Linked DNA regions of Rattus norvegicus: region 2 is linked to region 1. The links are chromatin contacts, called in public Hi-C maps. All regions are on one chromosome and are shown on one strand. The core of a region is the stretch at or near the end of the contact, and the rest is flanking DNA. Distances in the headings are between cores, read along the strand shown.

Region 1 (4,977 bases), core at 2,406-4,905:
TCTGCAGTGGAGTGAGGAGCGACCCCTTCCCCTTCGTTTTCTGGTAGCCTCCTCTCAATATGTCAGCCTTATAACCTGCAGCCACTTAGGCTGCGGGCTGATAGCACAGCCAAGGCTGATGGGAAATAGTCTCCGTGTCCCACCAACCCCGGAGCTCTGTCAAAATCCTGGCCAGACAGAGTAGGTGGCTACCTACATGGCTGGGTTTAAAGCAGCTGGCCAGGTCTCCACTTTCTGGCATCATGAGTCCCTTCTCTAGATCTGAAAAATTTGTTAGTCTTTAGAGAGAGAGAGAGAGAGAGAGAGAGAGAGAGAGAGAGAGAGAGAGAGAGAATAACTATTAATGTGCAACTTGCATTCACGGGAATCTCTATGTCAGCCACTAATATTTTAGTTCGAAATACTTTATCAGAGAAAGGAGAGGCAGGTTTGCTCTGGTGTGTGTGTGTGGGGGGGGGCAGCGTGCATGTGTATGTGCGCGCGCGCGCGTGTGTGTGTGTGTGTGTGTGTGTTTCACATGTGTGTGATATGCACAAAAATCTCTAGAATGCAGAAAGCCCATGGGGAAGAGGGAATGAAACCTCAAGGAAAAATAATCACCTTGGTCATTTCCCCCAGAGTTATCTGGAGTAGCTTTTGACACTGCAGGCTGGGTGGATGGAAAATTTGTTCCAGGGACATTGCTTTTGCTCTAACCCAAACCAGGCCAGACGGAATCCAGGTTTCTCTGTGGTTCCCTCACCCAGCCCCCAAATATGCCCAAGATATCATGCCCCCACACTTTTTTTTCCTGGCCAAACTCAATGTTTGAAATTCTAAGTTCCCCATATTTAAATGCAGGAAGTCTTCTCTCCCTGGAGAATTATTTTCTACCTTTTTGTCATTTTGCTGCAATCTAAACATTACCGAAAGATGAAAGACATAGTAAGAGGCTGCCTGCCCAAGAAGACACAGCCCTTTTGTAAGAGCATATGGGCTCTACCCGGCTGGAAGAACTTAAAATAACTCCAGTTACACACTTTCCCCTCTGGCTTTTCTGAGTCTAATAGTGTGCCTGCCTACTTCACCACTTAGACACCACTGGTCTGAGAGACTCACGTCTAGGAAGGCGGAGGGGACAGCTGTGGATTCACAAGAAAAAAAGTCATCTCTGGTCACAGCACTGGGTCCTTGAGTCAGCCTCTTGTCAAGAGCCACACCTGATTGGACAGAGACAACACTATGTCCATTTATGGGGAGAAAGTTCTGGAAGGAAGTTCAACCGAGTACGGAGACATCTCACCTAGAGAGCAGTCGTCCCATGTTTTTAGGTCCAGAGTCCACGGAACCTCTCGTCTCTTGTTCCTTGGTCTCTTGTCTCGGTATTAAGGACCAGCCTTGCGCTGCACAGATGAGACTGTAGGCCTACAAAGCCATCTGCAGACACAGGGAATGGATGGCCCCACCAAAGCTTGAGGGTCCCTGGAACCTTCACTTTTGAAATGATGATATACCTTCTACTGTCCTCCAACCGTCATGTGATTGTATGTCATAGTCCCTCAGGTTAAGAATCCTAATGATCTTCCCCAACGAAAAGGGCAACCTTTAAGTTCCCAGACTTTTTAAGGGACCAGACCACACATGTATAAATATCTACCGGACAGATGTGAATGAGTTGTTGTACAGAACTGCCGTCTGCAGATGTCCCGACTTCTGCTTGCACTGTGAATTTTTGAAACGACATGGCACTACACGTCCCGTACCTCACAATGACCAGCTTCGTGGGGAACAAGTATGGCGTCATCGAAGGGTACCATAGGCTATGTCAACACAGAAGGAAGAAAGCATGCACTGAAGTCTCTTAGGTAAGAAATTGAAAACCACCTATGCAGAAACTAAAAACCAAATGGCTGTTCAACCTTAGGGCAATAAATGGCGGTCAGGCTCCTAACCCTGGGGGCCTTAACACCAGGAATACACAGCTCGGGATACACAGCCTTACTTATCTCCTGCTTTTTTTTATTTCAGATGCCTCCCGAACTAATCAATAAGGGTTGCACGCATAGTGTGAGGGCCTCTTACGATGCTGCTTAGTTGGTAAGAGGAGGCCCTTGCATCCAGATCTGAGGAGAAGACCTCCACGTAGGCGCACACATATCAATGTGGAAGATTTATGAGTGCCTATCCCATTCTCAGAGCCAGTCAGCTTTATTTGACATTGATTGATAGAAATTAGGAATCAGCATCCCGGGGTTGGGGATTTACCTCAGTGGTAGAGCGCTTGCCTAGCAAGCGCAAGGCCCTGGGTTCGGTCCCCAGCTCCGATAAAAAGAAAATAAAAAAAAATAAAAATAAAAAAATAGGAATCAGCATCCCAGGTGCCCCTCCAAGATTCCCTCCAGCTCGAGTTCTACCTGGGGACCAATTACAACGCTGACCTCTACCCTAGTGTAGAGCGTGGCATACGGACCGCCTGGGCCAAATCGGTATTACTGCCTCGCTTCTTCTCTATTCCCAAGACAGGTTGGTTTTTTTTTTTTTTCTTTTCATTCTTTAATTTTTTTCCAAATCACATTTCTTTTTTTTTAAGATTTATTTATTTTTAGTTATGTGAGTGCACTGTTGCTATCTTCAGGCACATCAGAAGATCCCATTACAGATGGTTGTGAGCGACCATGTGGTTGCTGGGAATTGAATTCAGGACCTCTGGAAGAGCAGTCAGTGCTCTTAACCACTGAGCCATCTCTCTAGCCCCTAAATCACATTTCTTAAAGTTAGCATAGAATGTGTTTCACTGCGATAATTAATTTCCAGTCACCATGTTCATCCCCTCCCTTCCCCTCACCCTCCTCATTAAGATCTCTCCCTCCTCCCTTATAGTCCTCTTTGAAGTTTAATGAGCTACTCTCTCTCTCTCTCTCACACACACACACACACACACACACACACACACACACACACACATGTTCTAGTCTCCATGTCCGTGAGAAAACGCGCAATACTGGTTTTACTGAACCTGGCTTTATTTCACTTAACATAATGATCTGAGGTTTCCAAGCCGTGTTTCTGAAGCAAACACTAACCAGAGAGAGTTTACATATACAAGTTCACACACACCACCTGGTCAATATAAAACGTATTCAACACCATGTCTTTGTGGATTATGAAAAGTTTATTAAGAAAGGAAACACACACCCTTTAAAAATAACCACCTCAAGTGTATAGAAACACTCCATCTTCTACTCTTGATTTGATCAAGGCCAGGAAAGGAGATTACAGCCCCGTAATGCAGACCCATGGCTCTGAAAGAGGCAGTGCTCACTTGAGACAAGAAAATTAGAAGACGTGAGTTCTTTTCAGTGACTTCAACACTAAGCAGTTGGCCGTCAGATAGGCTGAACTTACACTACACAGCTAAAGCACATTCTGGGTTAACAAGAGTAAAATCCAGTGGCATATTTATACAGAGGTGATCACACGGTAATAGTTCAGAGACAGTCATCAGGAAATATCAAGACACAGTTCATGTTTGCAAGTGATGGACAGCTTTCAAGTTCATTTCTGATCGTCTTTAAGTAGCCCCTTCAGAGTTGCCCCTCCTGACACCCCTTGGGTCGCTTTTATCAAGGCAGTTTCATAAATATGCCCCAGATATAATGCACAGAGACATGAGTGAAGAAGTATCAGGAGATCCTCAGGTCTTGGACATGGATAAAAGTAATATAGAATGGAATTCCACTGTAGGAACACATTGGAAGGCGGTCGAAAGAGAATATCTAAGTTCTGCATCCAAATAGGGGCATGTGATGCCTGTTACTTGACTACAGTTTCTAGGGCTTTTGAGTAGCTACGGTTTAGGCACGGCTCCAAGGTGCTGCCTACACCAATTTGGATGGAGTTTGGAGCCACAGATGGCAGTCACCGTAAAGGCGCAGACCCGTTGAGTGGGCTCAGTTACAGTCTGTAAACCCAGGTGGCCGTATTCCTATCCCAAGCCCTGGCCATTTCTCCTCTTGGAAAAGTCTTGATTCATTTAATCCTCCTGAAGGAGGCTGGGGGAGGGGGGAGCTGCTCAAAGCTCACTGCTCTACAGTTTGGAAGGCACAGTCACCGTCCTGGCTCTGCGACAGATTTGAAGTGTAACATTTTGCTAAGTGAGAAGCTGTGTGCCTGCTCCTTCTCTGTTGCCCTTACTGAAGCTTCAATATTTGCAAAACATAACGTCAAAATACTCCAAATCCAGCCCAAAGCCATTTGTTTTTCATGCAACCCAATCCTTACACATCCCAGCATATAGCAAGCTTCCAGCGAAGGGCCCCATCATCGGGCTCTGCTCCTTCTCTTCACTTACAACGTTTCCCCTCTCTGGGGAGTTAAGGATATCTGATCATAACAGTAAAATCCCCCATTCTGCGCAGACGTCGTATCATGAGCTGAAACCACCCCAACTCTTGGTTGTGTTAGAAAGTAGGAACCCGCAGGCTAAAATTATTCTACCCTTTAAAATGCCCACCCACCCCCACCACCCCGTGAGTCGTTTGCAAATCATAGCGCAACTTAACTGGGCGGGGAATCTTCATTTTCTCATTGAGAAAACAAAAACAAAACCCTGCTGAGTTTGTTGGACAAAGGCATTCTGTGTGTGCTTTCAGCCGGGCTGGGTGCACAGAAACGGACTGGAGGATAGCTTCACTTTGAAAGGACAGCCCGTGACATCCTGGATCCTCTACCACATTCCTGCTTCTATAGACACTATCCCAGGTCAATGTGAATTTGGTTCCTCTTAACTGTGTGAGGCCAGAGGTCAGCTATCCACTCTGGGTTATTTTCAGTTTGTTTGTTTTCCCTTGAGACAAACTCTCTCATCATGGACCCAGAATTCAAATGCTAAATTAAAGATGGCTGTTGGGGCTGGGGATTTAGCTCAGTGGTAGAGCGCTTACCTAGGAAGCGCAAGGCCCTGAGTTCGGTCCCCCCATCTCCGAAAAAAAGAACCAA
Region 2 (4,812 bases), core at 268-2,767, 250 kb before region 1:
ACATAGCTCCTGGAGTCAAAACCTGAAAGCAGGAGCCTGTGCGTGTGCAGGTGATGGGCATGGGTTTACTGTCCTCACAATTTTTGATCACTCCAACTTTGCCACCTGTATATATGGCTTTCCCACCGCCACCTCCTCCTCCATAGATGTCAATGGGCAGACCATAGAGCTGGGCTGCCATTGGGTGTAGTATCGCAGGTGACCAGTAGGCGTCACTGTTCCATAAATGATGTCTCTTGGAGTAGTCCAGTAAAAACCTTTAAATTATATAAATGTTTTCATTTCTTCTTATTTATATTTTGAATTCTAACTATGTAATTTTAAATGTTCAAGCCAGATGAGATCAAAACTATCTTTTTACCTAAATTTCGTTATACTGATACAGTCAAGTTTTATTCAGAATTCTAGTCGGTGTTATTTTAGACAGCTCATTGCCTGCCTAATTTTAGCTACTGTAATGTTACATGGTGCCCTTTGGTATTACTTTGGTATTTAATAAACATAGGTGCATCTCAGAATCTTAGAAGCATGTTTTCGTCACTTCCTCTGTGTATTTTGTGGGTATTCTGTTTCCTCTCCTTGTGTCAAGTTGTCACAAGTTGTCTGCCAAGCTCTTGTTTTTGAAAATAATAGGCACAGATTGCCTCATACCTGGGTTCAGGAACTTTGTATGTTTTTCAAGATTTTGAACGCAGAAAAGGATAGGTGTTCATTTGGCATTCAATGCTTTTACACTAGGGCCCAGCATTAGCAATAAAACACCAGAGAAGGCCTGGGGGTGGGTAGATATTTAGACACATCACGTTCATAATTGCTCTGTTGTAACAGAGTAACATTTCTCAGGGGTGGGTAGATGTTTAGATACATCGAGTTCCTGATCACTCTGTAGTAACAGAGTAACATTGCCGGGGGAAGGAGGGGTAGTAGATGTTTAGACACATACACTACATCCATGAGAGCTCTGTAGTAACAGAGTAACATCACTGGGAAACTAGGTAGACTCATGATACCTCGTGACAGTGCGTGTTCTGTCTGAGCTCTGGGAACAGAAACATGTGCGTCTGGTGCTTGGAGTTTGTTGTTCCTTGGGGCTCATGTTGGGCGAAGCTCTTATGGTTGACAATTGATTATACGTGCTGTAACATCTTATATTTTTGGCTGTGAGCCTAGCCTTTAACGGCTGAGCCATCTCTCCAGCCCACGTGCTGTAACATCTTAAATAAATTATCCCTGTGCAGCCTCAGTGTAAAGGGGGAGAGTTGAATAGCAGACCTTTGACACCTGCTTTTGCTGTGGCTTGTGATGACTTCTGTCCCGATCTGATCCATACACAGGGTGTGACCACCTTTAAAATGACCTCTTCCTATGGGTAGGCAGGAAATCGAGTCTTGTGTCTGCTGCCAAGAAAGTCCCCAGACACGTGACTGCACATGTGGACGCTGCGGATCAGAGCTGCAGGGTGTGGCGGGAGGAGACATGGATGGTCGAGCCACTGAGGCAGCTCTGCCAGCAACAGCCTGTGGTTATGTAAGGCCTGCAGCGTCTGGCGCTGTGCTTCACTGGAGACAAGTCATGTGCTGTGCAATGCCGTTGCCTGAAATTCAGTCAGGTTGCTCTGAACGATCCGGGAGTCTGCGGGAGAGAAGCTTTGACTGCTCTGTACTAGAAAGCAGATGTTGATCAGCTGCAGACAACTGATGAGTGCTGTCTATCTGTCTGTCTGTCTGTCTGTCTGTCTGTCTGTCTGTATCTTATTATGCTCCTGAAGAGCAAAAATAAGGGTTATGTAACATAGTGGAGGGAAGCAACTCAGTCCTCCTCACTAGAGAAACTTGTCCCACATCACTCAAAAATACTTTTATGATGATTCAGCAATTAATATAACAACAACAGCAACAATTACTACTCCTACTACTACTACTACTAAAAAAGCAACACATTGGACATTAGTTTTTGGGAATTTGTGTAGACAACTACCCGTATTTTTCCCCAAGTGCATGGTCTATGAAGGAAAATTGTGATTTTAAGGAACATTAGTGAGGAAAAAATTAAATTATGAGTTCAAGTGGACTTTTTTTAAGATTTTTATTTTTATTTGTGTATGTGCACCTGCATATGCAAGTATCCACACGGGCCAGAGAGGCTGCCAGACCCCTTGGGGCCTTTGTCTTTGTGGGGCCATTTTTCTGGCTCCTCAAATAGCCTTTTAACATTGGGCAGATTTCACTTTCTTTGTGAGAGTTATGGAATTGGAACCAGTCAGAAATTAACCCTTCTTATATGGCCGAGACTCTAGACGGCATCTCTCGGAAGGAGATCTGGGGTGGTGCAGGAAGGCAGGGGTCAGTGTTGGGAGACAGAAGCCTGGGAAAGAGACTGAGGGCTCACTTATCTTCCCTGGCCTCAGGGAGAACCCCGAAGAGAGCCAACCAGAGCTCGGCTCTCCTGACCGCAGTCAGGATTTCAGCAGTCAGACCGAGGCTAATGTCTGTGAGTAGAAATCAAAGGCCCTGAAGTGCGGTGCCCAAACTCTGTTCACTCTGCTGCGTCAACAGGGATTAGCTGTTCAGTCCTGTGATTTTGGGTGGGTTCCTCCTAAACTATAACAAAACCAATGTTGTTGGATTTTTGTTTCTTTTTGGGTTTTCTTTTTTGTTTGTTTGTTTTTCTCTTGCAAAAGGTCTTTTAACTTTTCTCTTATTTGTTCAAACCTTCTCGGGATGAGAGTTTGTTGAATGCCCCTTTCTAGTCCAACCTTATCGCATGCGGATTCTGTGTATTGTTTTCTGACACACTCTAAACCAGATTATAGCAATCGGCCCTTTTCTGACTTATATGGGACGTTTGACAAACATACGTGTAATTTACTCTTCCTGCCAGCAGAATGTATGTTTGTAAGAGGTTATTCCATTGGACCAAAGGGAAGCAGGGCAGGCTTAGCCTGCTAGAGATGACAGGATATGGGTTCCAAACAGATCGCTATGTGTTTCACACAGCTGTGCAAGTAGTCCACACCCACGGCTGCGTTTTAGGGCAATGCTGATTATTGCACTTGGAATGCAGGTTCCAGAAGGTCTGCTTTTGATTTATCCAATTTTCACATGTATGCGCATGTATGTGCATGTTTGCATGAGTGTGGCGGACTCATCCTTGCATGGTGCACATGGAGGCTGGGAACTGATATCAAATCATCCCCAGCTGGTTTTTCACCTCATTCCTGACACAGGTTTCTCAGCCAGAGCCAGAGCTCTCTCTCATGAGGCTAGTCTCCCAGCATGCTCTGGGGCTCCCCTCTGCCTTCTGAGGCTGCAGTTACAGTTCACGGCTACACTCGTCCTCCCCAAGGATCCCAGGAATCCAAACTCCAGCCCATAGGCTCCCACAGAAAGCACAGCAGCTGCCGAGACACCTCCCCAGCCCCTGGTGCTTGTGCTGTGAGGCTCACATCTACTTCCTGTCTGATGTTTGCACCTTCAGAGACACCATCTCCACACCTCTATTTATGCTGTGCTTCCGATGTGGATGACTAAGCTTGGCCCTCCTGTGGGCTCTACAGAGTGAAAACATTTATAGGAAGATTGTGCCAAATAGTACTTCTCTTTTTTTTTATTCCATAAAGAATGTAGAATAGGGACTGGAGAGATGGGTCAGTGGTTAAGAGTACTTTTTAGTTGCAGAGGACCGTGGTTTGGTTCCCAGCATCCACATGGGGGCTCACAACTGCCCATAACTCTGGTTTCAGGGGATCCAACACTTCTGATTTCTTCTCGTATGCATGTGTACACATACATGTACTCAGGCACACCCACACCCCCCCACGTGCACGCACACACACATTAAAATAGATATTAAAAAAGAATCTTGGTCTATGTCTGACAATTTACATTGTGCTTTTATAGTATTAGCCACTGACAGTTAACCCAGAGACAACGTCAAGTTTACCAGAGTCTGTGTAGTAGGTTATGTCCAAAGAGCACGTTATACATGCTGTTTTGACTTACAGTGCTGGTGTAAGCGCACACACACACACACACACACACACACACACACACACACGTGCGCGTGCGTGAAGCATGAGTGCACACGCATGGGCATTGTGTGCTTACGCCACTCAGCCTGCATATTTAACCAAACGGCACATAACTTATCCTTGTCATTTCTTGGCAAACACATAGTAGAAAACATCTCCTGTAAGGACAATCCTGAAGTGCTGGTGTCCTTTAACAGCTGAACGGACACAGTCACAATGGCATGCGCTATAAAAAGGCTAGCTAGCCTCCAGGTCTGAAATCGAGCCTCTCGGTATAACTTGGTTAATGAGCGAATTCAGAGTCAGCTTAATGAGCTGGTGACGGAAGGGCAGCTCATTATCAGGAGCTACTGTGGTTCCCTCTTACGTCTTTACCCAGCAATGAAGGAGCTGGCTGAGCCGCCTCCTACAGCCAGCCTGACTTTTTGTTTATTTCTTCTCCTGACTTTGTTTAAATGACAGTGTAGACCCATCAGAGGGTTTCAGCAAGGGCTCCCCCAGCCTCTTCTTTCTTTTTTTAAAAATTTTTTATTGGTTATTTTATTTATTTACATTCAAATGTTGTTCCCCCTTCCTGGCTTCCCATCAGCACTCTTCTATCCCATCCTCCTTCCCCTTTGCCTCTAAGAGGGTGCTCCTCCACCCACCCACCCACTCCTGCCTCACTCCTCTACCATCCCCCTATGCTGGGGCATCCAGCTTCCACAGGACCAAGGACCTCTCCTCCATTGATGCCAGACAAGGCCATCCTCTTTGGTTGGTGGTTTAGTCCGTGGGGGCTC

The links. A called contact is a pair of places that touch in the nucleus more often than the background predicts.
Region 2: a contact with region 1 is called in a Hi-C map of frontal cortex, with 1.7 times the contacts expected there. The contact joins two enhancer-like sites.

Annotation. Positions count from the first base shown.
Region 1 is chr4:180,660,444-180,665,420 of GRCr8, reverse strand. It overlaps Sspn (sarcospan), which reads right to left. Exons shown (of 3, transcript NM_001109255.2): 3 at 3,132-4,977. Among named protein-coding and RNA genes, the nearest start is that of Sspn, 35 kb to the right of the region's middle. Within about 2 kb of position 3,655, at least 31 of the 93 cell types and tissues checked have an H3K27ac peak or open chromatin away from gene starts, as enhancers often do.
Region 2 is chr4:180,908,151-180,912,962 of GRCr8, reverse strand. The region is part of intron 37 of Itpr2 (inositol 1,4,5-trisphosphate receptor, type 2); the gene reads left to right. Among named protein-coding and RNA genes, the nearest start is that of Itpr2, 220 kb to the left of the region's middle. Within about 2 kb of position 1,517, at least 43 of the 93 cell types and tissues checked have an H3K27ac peak or open chromatin away from gene starts, as enhancers often do.